Regions from separate parts of the Mus musculus genome. Here all the other regions are linked to region 2. The links are chromatin contacts, called in public Hi-C and Micro-C maps. All regions are on one chromosome and are shown on one strand. The core of a region is the stretch at or near the end of the contact, and the rest is flanking DNA. Distances in the headings are between cores, read along the strand shown.

The links. Hi-C and Micro-C count contacts between places; a contact is called where the count stands out from the background.
Region 1: a contact with region 2 is called in a Hi-C map of rod photoreceptor, with 6 times the contacts expected there. The contact joins the promoter of 9530052E02Rik here to the promoter of Cln8 in region 2. A contact is called at or near these places in 2 of 484 Hi-C or Micro-C datasets (embryonic stem cells and rod photoreceptor).
Region 3: a contact with region 2 is called in a Micro-C map of embryonic stem cells, with 6 times the contacts expected there. The contact joins the promoter of Mcph1 here to the promoter of Cln8 in region 2. A contact is called at or near these places in 1 of 39 promoter capture datasets (cranial neural crest) and 1 of 484 Hi-C or Micro-C datasets (embryonic stem cells).
Region 4: a contact with region 2 is called in a Hi-C map of CD8 T cells, with 7 times the contacts expected there. The contact joins the promoter of Ing1 here to the promoter of Cln8 in region 2. A contact is called at or near these places in 4 of 484 Hi-C or Micro-C datasets (CD4 T cells, CD8 T cells and erythroblasts).

The regions. Positions count from the first base shown.
Region 1 is chr8:11,006,532-11,009,231 of GRCm38.p6, forward strand. 9530052E02Rik (RIKEN cDNA 9530052E02 gene) reads left to right here and starts at 1,319. Exons shown (of 5, transcript NR_046017.1): 1 at 1,319-1,480. It overlaps Irs2 (insulin receptor substrate 2), which reads right to left and starts at 2,398. Exons shown (of 2, transcript NM_001081212.2): 1 at 1-2,398. The coding sequence starts at 1,899.
Region 2 is chr8:14,886,982-14,889,867 of GRCm38.p6, forward strand. It overlaps Cln8 (CLN8 transmembrane ER and ERGIC protein), which reads left to right and starts at 1,555. Exons shown (of 3, transcript NM_012000.3): 1 at 1,555-2,137.
Region 3 is chr8:18,593,657-18,596,640 of GRCm38.p6, forward strand. It overlaps Mcph1 (microcephaly, primary autosomal recessive 1), which reads left to right and starts at 1,475. Exons shown (of 14, transcript NM_173189.3): 1 at 1,475-1,979. The coding sequence starts at 1,940.
Region 4 is chr8:11,555,113-11,558,129 of GRCm38.p6, forward strand. Ing1 (inhibitor of growth family, member 1) reads left to right here and starts at 1,345. Exons shown (of 2, transcript NM_011919.5): 1 at 1,345-1,933. The coding sequence starts at 1,798.

The DNA.
Region 1 (2,700 bases), core at 69-2,568, 3.9 Mb before region 2:
AATCTCAATGTCTCCATAGTCCTCTGGGTAAGGGTTGTAGGCCACTTTGGGAGAGGACGCAGGGAAGGATGGGCAGAGGCGACCTGAACTACCAGAGAAGGTGGCCCTCATGAGAGTGTATTCATCTAGAGAGGCAGAGGAAGGCTGAGGTACCTGCCGCTGCCTGGCAGGCGTGGTTAGGGAATAAGTCCTCTTCCTCAGTCCTCTATCCAGGTCCTGGGCCCCATCCCCTGAGACCCTACGGTAAGGGCGGCCACAGTGGCTCAGGGGTCTATCCATGCTCATGTACCCATAGAGTTCGCCCCCACTGCCATCTCTGGCTGGCGGGGTCTCCGCTATTGACTCGGGTGTGTTGCTCCTGTGGCTACTGAAGGCTCTCAGGTCGCCAGGGCTGGAGCCATACTCGTCAAGGGACATGAAACCCGGGTCGCTGGGGGAGCCCGAGGCGGAGGCACTACCGCTGGACGGACGCTGGCCTTGGGGGTGATGCAGTGGATGAGGCAGGTGCGGGTGGGAGCCAGGTGGCAGCGGGTAGGAGCCCGAGCCGTGCCCACTGCTGGAGGACAGGCTGCCTGGGCTGGTGGCTGCAGGAGGTGAGTGCGCCACGGGCATGGACATGGAGCGGCTGTGTTGCAGGGCTCCCCCTGCCGGCGCCAGAGTCACTTTGCTCGGGCGGCCTCCGCAGCCGGCGCTCAGGGTGTGCGAGCGGCTAAGGGGCGCGCGCACCGGCCCGGGACTCAGGGGGCTCCCTGCCACCGACATCGGCCTGCCTCCTGCCGTCCCGGCCCCGCCTGCCGCGCCGCCGTCGCCCTCGCTGGCCGTACGAACCCGGCACGAAGTGCACTTGGCTGCTGGGGGGGTGGCCGCCAGGCTGTCAGTGCGCGAGCGGCGCACCAGGCCGGTCTGGCTAGGGGGTAGGTTGACTAGGTGGTGGTGGCGGCGCGCGCCCGGCACGCTGATGGGATGCGTGGCTGACGACCCGGACGACTGACTCTTGCTGCGAGGCCGGAACTCGAAGAGCTCTTTGAGTGCCTTCATAGCTTCTAGGATGGTCTCATGGATGTTCTGCGCCACCACCGAGTCGTCGGCTTGCATCCACAGCTCCCCGGGACCGGTGACGGCCGAACGGCCCACCTCGATGAAGAAGAAGCTGTCCGAGTGGCCGCAGCGGCGAATGTTCATAAGCTGCAGCGTCACCGACGGCTGTTCGCAATTGAGCTTCACGAAGCCGATGGTGCGCGCAGACAGGCATAGGCGGTATACACCAGTCAGGTTCTTGCTCTGGCCCAGTCCCTTAGGTTTCAGGTTCACCTGCCACACCTCGCGGTAGACGGCCGTGGCGGGTGTCACGAGCCCGTAGTTGTCATCGCAGCCAGCGGCGCCCGCTGAGCCGCCCAGGACGCCCGGGAGAGAGGCGCTGCAAGAGCCTCCGGTGGTGCCCGAGCCCCCCTCGCCAGAGCGGCCTTCGCTGACCAAGTCGGTGAGTGCGCGGTACCAGCCCTCCTGCTCCTGCTCGTTCTCCGCCGCTACAGCGAAGTACTCGTCCTTGGTGTAGAGGGCGATCAGGTACTTGTGCTTGGCGTCCGCGCGCTTGTTGATGTTCAGACAGCAGTCGAGCGCGATCACTCGCTTCGGCGCGCCCGCCTTGCTCCTCCACTTCTTCTCGCTCTCGTAGTACTCCAGCCGCGGAGGCTGCGGCGGCGACCCCCCAGCCGCGGATGCCTCGTCGCCGCCCGTGCCGGGGCCGCGCAACACGAAAAAGCGCTTGTGGCCGTGCTTCTGCTTGCGCAGGTAGCCGCACTTGCGCACGCTGTGGTTGTTGTTGTTGTTGTTGTTATTGAGGTTCGGGCCGTCCCCGCCCGCCGACGCGGGGGGCCCAGGCAGGGGCGCGCTAGCCATCGCCGCCGCTTCAGGTCTCTCTGCCCGGCTGGGCGAACAGGGGATGGCGAGGGCCGAGGGGCGCGGGCGGGGGCGGCTCCCCGCCACCCGTCGCCCGGCCGCCCGGCCACGCGCGCGCGTCCCCCGGGCCCAGGCGGTGGGCTAGGAGGCGCGCGCGGCTCGGTGGCGCAGGGCCCTCCGCCGCTCCGAAGGATGCTCGGTGCGGGCGATGGCCACCCCCCCGCTTCGACTGTCCGCTGCCGCTGCTTCCCGGGCTCTCGGGCGGCGCCCGGGGACTGGCTGGCTGGGTCGAGAGTCGGGGTCCCCGAGTCGCGGGGCCGAGCTTAGAACGCGCGCGGCCCGTCTGCTGCCACCGTTCTGCACTGCGCGACGACGGTCTGCGTCCGGACACTCGGGGCCCACACTGCCACTGGGGCCGCTGCTGCCGTTGCTGCCGCTGCTGCTGCTGCCACCAACGACGACCCGGGCTTGTCGCGGTCCCCGCCGCACAGTGAGTAACACATCGCGCACCGAGTGACTGAACTAAGAGCAAAACAACACGTGACTCTGCGTTACGCAGGCACACTCGCGCGGACGCCCCGCCCCGCAGCCCTGCATTGGCGCCGCGTTCCCCGACGGACAGCGAGACGGACCAATGAGCGTGAGGCACGGGGGGGGGGGGGAGGCGGACCGACACCGGGCTGCGTTTCCCGCCGTCCCCTCCCTCCCCCTCTCCGAGGCCGGGCCGGGGCTCGGCGGGGGCCGGGCCGGGCTCATTAATCAGGGGCTCGTTGTGGATGCGGGCGGGGGCGATGCCACCCA
Region 2 (2,886 bases), core at 305-2,804:
CAGGACTCGCATGGTAGAAAGAGATGTCTTCTTGAAGAAACAATGAAATATCGCAATGAGTACATTTTGCTACCAGGAAATGAGGGTTAAATTAACCCCCCCCCCCACCTCCATTAAAGTCATTCCAGTTTGCCTTCTCCAAACGGCCTATGACACAGTAACAGAGGGCAACTGCCTGAGACTAACAGTCGAGGTCATAGTGCCTGGGACAGGCAACTGTAACATCTGGATGGATGAGTGAGCTGTGTGGTGTGGGAACCTGACACAAGAGAGGCTTAAGGAGGGCTTAGAGGAGACATCCAGCCAGGCTGGCCAGATGGAAACAGTGCCTGGGGTGCAAACTTGCAGGTGATGATGCAGGAACTGCGGTCAGATAGGAAAGGTGTGTTTGTAAACAGTCTAACCCAGGCTGACCTTAAAATCAACTCCTTCCCTGAAGATGACCTTTAACCCCTGACCTTCCTATCTCCACCTGGCCAAAGGTCAGTATTACTAAACGCTGTTTACACACCCAGATCTCTCTTGTTATTTTGACACAGGGTTTCAAGCAGCTTAGGGTGGTCTTGAAACTATGTTATTGCTCATACCAGCCAAGTGGAAAAACTAAGGTGCCAACCATGGACTCTGGGGTGCACCAAATATTGATGAAACCTCAGGAAAATAACAGAACTTGAACGTCGGTGTAAAATCTTTGCTGTAAAGGGACCCTTATCACAAGTCACAGGGGCACAGGGCTGAAGTCACAGCTCATTAGCCATTCTATCCATCTTGTGTGATGTTTCTCAAAGGTATTTCTGCAGGTGGCCTGGTTAACTATGTTGCAATTCCTGGGTGTTCAGAGACAATATCAGAACCAGGAGGGTGGGTATGTACAGGACGCTATTCCTTCTAGTCTTTTAAACCAGCTATCTTGTTAATTATCAAGATATGGTATGATAAAGGGCTCTAGGGAGGACTCTGTTATGTGGCCACCTGTCTGCAATCCAGGGTAGGGTGGGCAATTGCCCTGTCTAGATAAGGGCCAGGCAATTGCAAGCACCTGACTAGCAGACATTGCACAAGGAGTGCTGAGGCCAGACGTGAATCCCGAGCCAGGTTGGTTTTCCTGCTATGCTAGGTAGATGAGGGTACTAAGTGCTGATTATCTGCTCAGAGAGAGGGGACTGATTCCGCACCTCTCACCGCTACCCTACCAGCCCCGCTTGGTTAGTAGGTACATGGAATGGGTCGGGAGGTCTTTGCTCTTCTCATAATGCTGGCTCTGAATTAGCTTCGGCTCTTAGCAGGAGCACAGGGTAGCTCTGCACACGCCTCACAGCCACCTTTTCCTAAGGGACCGTAAGCCCGAACTGTACTTGTGCAGACAGGAGCTGGTTACCACCGCCTGGAAGACAATGCTGCTGTAGCAAGGGACACAGTGCGGTCCATTTTGTCGGCCTGAGCAAGTTTTTCGACTCCATGCAGTCGCCTGGAGCTCTGGCAGCACCAACCAGGAGACGCGTGCGCTTGCGTTTCACCTCTGCGCTCTGACGTCAGAGGCCTTAGGGACTTAGGAAAGAGGGAAGGGACAGGGAGTGAAGGGGTGTACGTAGGAGGGTCTTGGGGGACGGTCCACACAGAGGATCGTGGAAGGTCAGTTGGGGTGGGGGTTGAGGAATTCCTCCACTGATCCCTCCGTACCACTCTTAAGGTCCCAGCACCAACTTGAGCTACGATAGTCAAATCTAGCATAGCGCGCTGCGAACTGTGTAGCCTGCTCCAGGCACCCCCATGGCGCTGGATGGGATGATCCTACCCCAACTCGTGCCCCCCGAGTCTACCTTGGTAGCGTCCTAGGGAGGCGAGGCTTAGGGCTTCAGCAGTGCGCGTGCGCAGTGGATAGTGTTTGCTCAGCGCGCGACACTGTCGTGGGTGATTTCTCCGGTGCTAGGGGCGGGATGGCCTGAAAGCGGGGTGCCCAGCTGAGGCGGGGACACAGATGGGCGTGGGGCCCTAGTCTCCAGTGCCACTCAGCGACCGGTATTCTATCTGGCTCCGGTCACGAGGTGTGTCTACGGCTCAGGAGCTCCTGGGACAGCGAGTCTAAGCAGCTGATGGACCAAGAGGCGGCGCCCCCCTTCTGCTCACCTGAATGCAGGTGAGACGTGAAGGGCACCCTGTATACACCTGCCTGCAGCAGCGCAGTCTTTGCTTGGCCACCCGAGGAGGAAGCATTCCATTTGGTGTATAGGTCCTGGGCCACCGTGGGCGCGGGTGGACGATTCAGACTGGGTCCGACTGGATAGGTCGACCTGGGTCGCAAGAGAACTTGGGGCAGCAAAGTGATGGACCACGGTCGCTGGGCTAGGTCTGTACAGTGCTAGGGGATGAGGAACTTGAGTGTGGATCATCATGGGACCAGAGGGTGAAAGGCGATGTTGGTCAGATCTCCGCGAGGTAGGACTGGGTGGTGTCAGCACTTAGTGAAGGGGAGCGGGAATAGGAAGGACCCCTAGCTCTCAGCACACCGTGGGAGGTCCTGGGGCTAGGGTGCTGCTGCCTTAGAAAAGGGTGCCTAAGCCCTTTTAGAAGGCTTTCAGAGTCGTCGGAATGACAGAGTAGGTGGCTGCTCCTAAGTACTGTTTGAATTCATGTCGGTATCGATATTTGTTTTCTGACCGTGTTTATGTATGAAATCTGTAGCTATACACTGGACTTGTTCCCGTGTTTTGTATTTTTTTATTTAAACTTTTCTCTAGGAAGAGTGGGAAAGGCTATGATTAAGGAAACCTCAGATATTCTGAAAATATGAGATTCCACTACACCCACCCAAGCTCTGGTAGACCCGCCCTAGCCTCTAGGTGCTAGTTGTTATGGAAACAAAGCTCCTAGACCTTGAAAGCTCTC
Region 3 (2,984 bases), core at 225-2,724, 3.7 Mb after region 2:
AGAGAAAAACCTATTAGTAGTGATTCAACAAAAGATTCTGGGAGGCCCTTGCTTTGGACTAAGTTTGCACACCATGTCCATCCAGCAAAGCTGATCAAACCAAAGTGGAGTCAGTCATGCTGAGTGGCAGGGAATCTAAGTGAAAGGTTAGAGAACCCAAAGGGTCCCAACAGTAAGAGGAGATAAGATGCCGGTTCACCTAAGATAGCCAAATAAGGAAGTCTGAGAACCAAGCCATGGTTCTGATTCTGTGTTCCCTTCTCAGGAATCCTAGTCCTGCTCTTACTGCCTGTATAAAGTGAGAGCATACAGCCGAGGGGAGGGTTATTTAGATCGGAGGGAGAGTTCAGCCTGAGGCATCTGGAAAAGTCCACAGAAGGGAGAGAAAGCTCTCTATCGGACTTGGCCAGCAGGGTAGGTCAGGCCATGAGAGGAGTGGGCACTGGGAAGAAAGGTGGAAGAGAAGAGAGAAAAGCAAAAGAGAGGACAGAGGGTGGGGTAGGGAAAGGGGGAGGAGCAGGGGGAGGGGAGGGGGGAGAGAGAGAGGGTCAGTAGGACTAAGTACCAGCCTGAAATGGCGGGGTTATATAGGAATGAGAAGCTTGGGGAACTGAAGCCCAAGAGCTGGAGAAGTTTAGAGCAGGAGGTGGGTTGAGAAACGCTAAAAGGAGCCACAGGTACCACGTAAGCCTGGAGGCCAGCAGACACTGTGGTATGTTACTGGGCACCTTAAGCAGCCATTTTGTCTTGAGTTTCTCTTTGCACTGCCTAGTGAAAGCTCTCCCACTGTGTTAGTGAAGATGCTTCAATTCGTGAATTCCCATTAACAGCTCATCACTCGGAATTTGGCTTTTTAAAATTATATATATTATATATTTTAATATGTACATTTAAAATAATTTTGAAATATATATATATGTATATGTGTGTGTATATCTATATAAATTATCTTTTTTTTTTTTTTTTAAAGCCAAATTGCTGGGCCAGTCTGTAATCCTAGCTCTTGGGGAAGGCTGAGTCGGGAGAAGGGCTGAGTGTTGTGAGCTAGAAACCAAGGCCATCTCTCTAAACACCCAACCAGGAGCTAAGGAGATGGCTCAGTGGTTAAGAACATTTGCTCTAGCAGAGGACCCGAATTTGGTCCCTGGCTCCCTTATGGTGGCACATAACCATGTGTAATTGGATCTGACGCCCTCTAGTGACCTCCACTGGCACCAGGCACGCACGTGGTGCAAATATGTACAAGCAGGCAAAGTACTCACACGTGTAACAAATAAATACAAAACCCAAAACAACCTGTCTGTCCAAACCAGTTGGGTGGTTTTTTTGTTTTTGTTTTTAACGCCCGGCGCTTAAGGCGACGAAAGGATACTGTTATCTACAGAAGAGCAGGCACTCCCTGGCTTCCGTCCTCCCTAGGCGGCTCCGTCCTCCTCCCTCTCCCGGCAGCCCTTGCGCGGGGAGGCGGGCCCGCGTCCGACCCGCCCCCTCGCAGACTCGCGGGCGGGAGGTTTGAAGACCCAGAGGGCCCGCGGACGCTGCAGCAGTCCCGCTCGCGCTCCAGGGTGCAGGGCTGAGGCAGGGCCCACGGGTGGGTCCCCTCCCCGGTCACCGAGCGCTGCGCAACGAGGACGAGCGAACCCTGCGGGGACAAGCGACCGCGGCGCTGACCTGCGCCCTGAAGCCGCGGTGCGGCGGGCTGACTCCTGCCAGGTCGCCGGAGAGCTTCAGGGCCGCCCGTGAGCGATCAGGTCTCGGCTGTCGTGTGTCACTGAGCCGGGCGCTCTCGGCGAGGGAAGGGAACCCGGAGCCCTTGCGCACACACACACACACCCCTAAGCCTGACGCGGCGAGCCCAGGGGGCACGGCCTGCGCATGCGCACCCCTCTGCCTTCCTGCCGGCGCACGCTCGGTCCCGCAGCTTCAAGCTGGTCGGGTCATGGAGGCCTCGGGAGGCGTTGGGGGCGCCTTTCTGAAAGGTGAGGAGACACGCCCAGTAGGGAGGGGGCTGGGGTCTAGGCTCCCAGCGCCTGGTTGTCTTGCCTGGGCCGCCGGGATCGGCTCCCAGGCCAGGTCCCATCCCATCTCAGGGCTCCCTACGCCCGAGGTCCTCTCACATCCTAGGTTCCCTCACACCCGGAGTCCCCTCACTCAGGATCCCGACCACCTGTGTGGACACCCCACATACATTCACCCTGTGACCTTCATCGACCCCTATGTGTTCCCCAATCCCCCCACCCCACCCCGGTGCAGGCTGAGCCCTGGAGAGCTGGCGGGAGGATAGGCTCCTGTCTTAGCTTTCTGGGATCCTCTTGCCTCTATGGCCTCTGCAGTTGTGGGATCAGGAAAAGTAAGAATTTGGTAATAGTGTGATGGCCTCTGGAGGGTCCTACCTGAGTAGAGCTGCCTGACACTTGTGGAGCTCACCTTTTTTTTTGTTGTTGTTGTATTTTTGTCGTGCTAACACGTGCTCAGAACATGGGACCCTGGGTGAGGAGATTCCAAGTATAAATATATTTTATATATTTATATATTATATTTATTATAGCTATGTGTTTATTATATTTATATCATATATGTGTATATATATTTAAATTTTTATTTATTATTTTAGAAAGCAAGTTTGCCTCCAACTTGCTATGTAGCTGAGGCTGACTTATCTCTGTTTTTTAATTTGGTTTGGGGGTGTGGGGTGGGGGTGTGGGCTTGCTTGTGTAACAAAGTTTCTCTTGTGGCTCTAGCCTTCCTGGACCTGGAAACTCTGTCTCAGTCTGTAGACCAGGCTGACCTCAGAGATCTGCCTACCTCTGCCTCTCAAATACTGGTTTTAAAGGGATACACCACCACCACATGCTTTGGCGTAGAACTCTTGCCTCTACTTTATAATCACTATGTGCTAAGATACCCAACTTCATATAAATAATTTATTAGAACTGAACTGTATTAGCTTGACTATGCTATGGCCATAGAATCGTGTTATTGGA
Region 4 (3,017 bases), core at 95-2,594, 3.3 Mb before region 2:
GGCTGAAACACGGCAAACTCCAGATGGCTGAAGGCTGCGAGCTGACCCGGCGCAGCAGACACCGCAGGCGAGGCAGAGCGCCATCACCAGCCCTGCGCACCTGAGGCCACAGCAGCGGGTCCACCGCTCTCGCCCAGGCGGCCGAGCAAGATTGAGGACCTGGGACTCAGAGGGGCGAATAGGACAGCCGCACCACAGTCCCAGCCATACAAAGGCGCGAATGTGGCGACCACAGGCCAGGCTCCGCCCCAGGGCGGTGCCTAGGCAGGAAGAGGGCGGGACCGCCGGGGCCCGTCGCCTAGGCAACCCCTCGCTCTGCCCGGGCTTTTCAGAAAGCCCTAAATCCGGCAGCTGTGGGGGAAGGGCGGGATGGGAAGCTGAAGGTTGTGCTCCCCTGCGGGAAGCACACTGCGGTGCCCGCTGCCAACTCAGTGTGACGAGGACATGGGCAGCCTCAGATGCGGCAGGGAGGGGAAGAGCTAGTTAGGATCAGAGAAGAGCTGCTCCCGCCAGCCCGCCCACCGTAGATCTCCGCGCTGAAAAGAGCACCCCTCGGGGGCCCCTTTGTCTCCAGGCCATTCTAAACCCAGCACCGGGAGGCGACACAAAGGGACGATGGGGGCGGAAGGCGCAGGCGCGTGGAGGCGCCGAGGATGCTGGGAGTGGTGGTCCCTTTGCGTGTCGATAGCTGCCCTCCCGCGCGGGTCCGCATCCATCGCCAGGGAGCTGCGCCTGCGCGTCCACTTCCGCCTCGCTCGGCTCCGCCCGCTCGTCCCTCCTGGAAGAGGACAGCTCTCTAGTACTAGGCGTGCGGGGGGCGTTGCCGATCCCACCACACCTCCTTCTCGTCCAGATTGGCCGCAGAGGTAAGAGTCGCAAGGGGATTGGCTGACGCCGTTGCCATTTCTGTTCGGGGGCCCTATTTATACCGCGCTAGGAGGCGGGGGAATGCAGTTAACCCAGCGGAGGGTGGCTCTTCTCAGGTTAGTCGGTTTGAAGGCAGCGATCTGGAGGCTCGTCCGGCCCCGGCGTGTCTCGAGGAGCAGGCTAGCACCCCGCGGTTCCCGGCCGGCGTGCGGCTCCGCCCAGTAGGTCCGCCACCGAGTGTCAAACTCCTAGTAAAGTTTCGCGTCGCCGGTCTCCCCTGCCCAGGCGACCCCGCCGCTGTCCCCTCGGCGACCCTGGCCCCCAGCGACAATGACAGGCCACGCCCCCGCGCGGGCCGGCCTCGCGGCCCGCCGCCCCCCGGCCCGGGACGGTGAGGGGCGTGAATGCGGTGGGGGCGGGGCCGCCTCCGGGAGGAGGGGTGGCGGGGCGCATGCGCGCTGCGCGCGGGGCTGAATGTTTCCCAAGTGTTTGAAACTGGTATTTGGGTTTTCCACGTTGGACAAGTGCGGCGAGGCGGGCGGCGGAGCGCGCCCTTCCCGCAGCCGGCCCCGCTCTCTCCGCTCTCCACGCTGGTGGCGGGTGGGCGGCGGTGGCCGGCCCTCTTTGGGTGTGTGCGCGCTAGTACGCACGGCCCCCCGCGCCGCCCGCCGCCCGGGAGGGGGCCTGCACGGCCGGCGGGGTGTGCGCTTGAGCTTCGGCCGCCGCGGCCCGCGCCTGCAGGCGCCGGGGTCCCCGCGGCCCCGGAGGCGGCGCGGCAGGCGCCAGATGTAGCCGCCGGCCAGCCCGGCCGGAGCGGCGGGGGGGCGCGGAAGGGCGAGAGAGCTTTGCATTTTGCAGTGCTGTTTGAGGGGGGCGGGGGGTGGAGGAAGCGGAAAGCCGCCGAATCGCCGGGGACCTCCGGGGTGAACCATGTTGAGTCCTGCCAACGGGGAGCAGATCCACCTGGTGAACTATGTGGAGGATTACCTGGACTCAATCGAGTCACTGCCTTTCGACCTGCAGAGGAACGTCTCGCTGATGCGGGAGATCGACGCCAAATACCAAGGTACGGCGGGTGATGGATGGGCGGGGGCGGCCGCGTCCATCCCTGGGTCCCGGCGGCGAGGCTGACCGGTCCTGCTGGAGCCGGAGCGCCCGGTAGCGTCCTCGGAGGGCTAGGAACAAAAGGTCTGGAGCGCCTTTGATACGCCGAGGTCCTTGTGTACCGAGCTCCGGGACATGGAGAAGGAAGGAGCGCGAACGGCTGGCTGCAAGGCTGCGCGACCAAAGCGCTCTTTGTAGTGAAGTGATGAGGCGGTGCTGCGGGGGAGGGGGCGCGGGGCTCGGCCGCGTCCTCGGGGAGGGGGTGAAGGCGGCCGCGCGAGGTGGAGTGCTATGCGGGCGCCGCGGCCGTAGGGCGCGGGCACCGGGCTAGAGAGAGGGCTGCGGGCCGTACTCCGGCGGAGCTGAGTGCGGGTCCGGAGAGTCGCCGCCTCCCGCCAGGTTCTGGTTCTAAGTGTTACATAAAGTACTGGGCAGTCCTGACTCGGGGTCGCGCGATCGCCCAGGCCCTGCTCTCCTGGGCCCTCTCTTGGCTCTGGACAGGGCTCCGGGCCGACTGCGAGGGGCGCCGGCGCGGTGTGTCTTGGGGAGGAAGAGGGTGAAAGGGAGGATCGCAGCCGACTAGGTGTACGACTGCGCTGCGATCGGTGGACGCGAGCTGGGCTCTGGCTGGAGAGGAGCGGGGCAGGTGAGGGACCTGCAGCCCACCCGAAGACCCGGGCTGCCCAGAGTGGCGAAGAGGCGGAGCCTGCGTGCCCGCCGGGAACTGTTGGCTGTTGGGGAAACTTTGCTGTGAGGTCAGGGGGCTCTGTTTTGAACGTGGATGGCCGCTCGGAGTTTACTCTTGTTTACAGAACTGCGCAGCAGGGAAACGGAAGAGTTGGGGGTGGTGGAGGGCCACTGCCCAGCACTGCATACAGAGACTTGCTGGGGAAAGCGCCCCTGCGCGCTCTATCCGAGATGCAGCTTCGCAGCTCGGTTTATAGGAGAATCATTAGCATATTGCGGAACGTTCCGCCTCTGCGGCCCTTTGATTGGTCGCAACATCCCCCGTGGAATGTCCTTATCATTGTGCTACAGAGTCATTG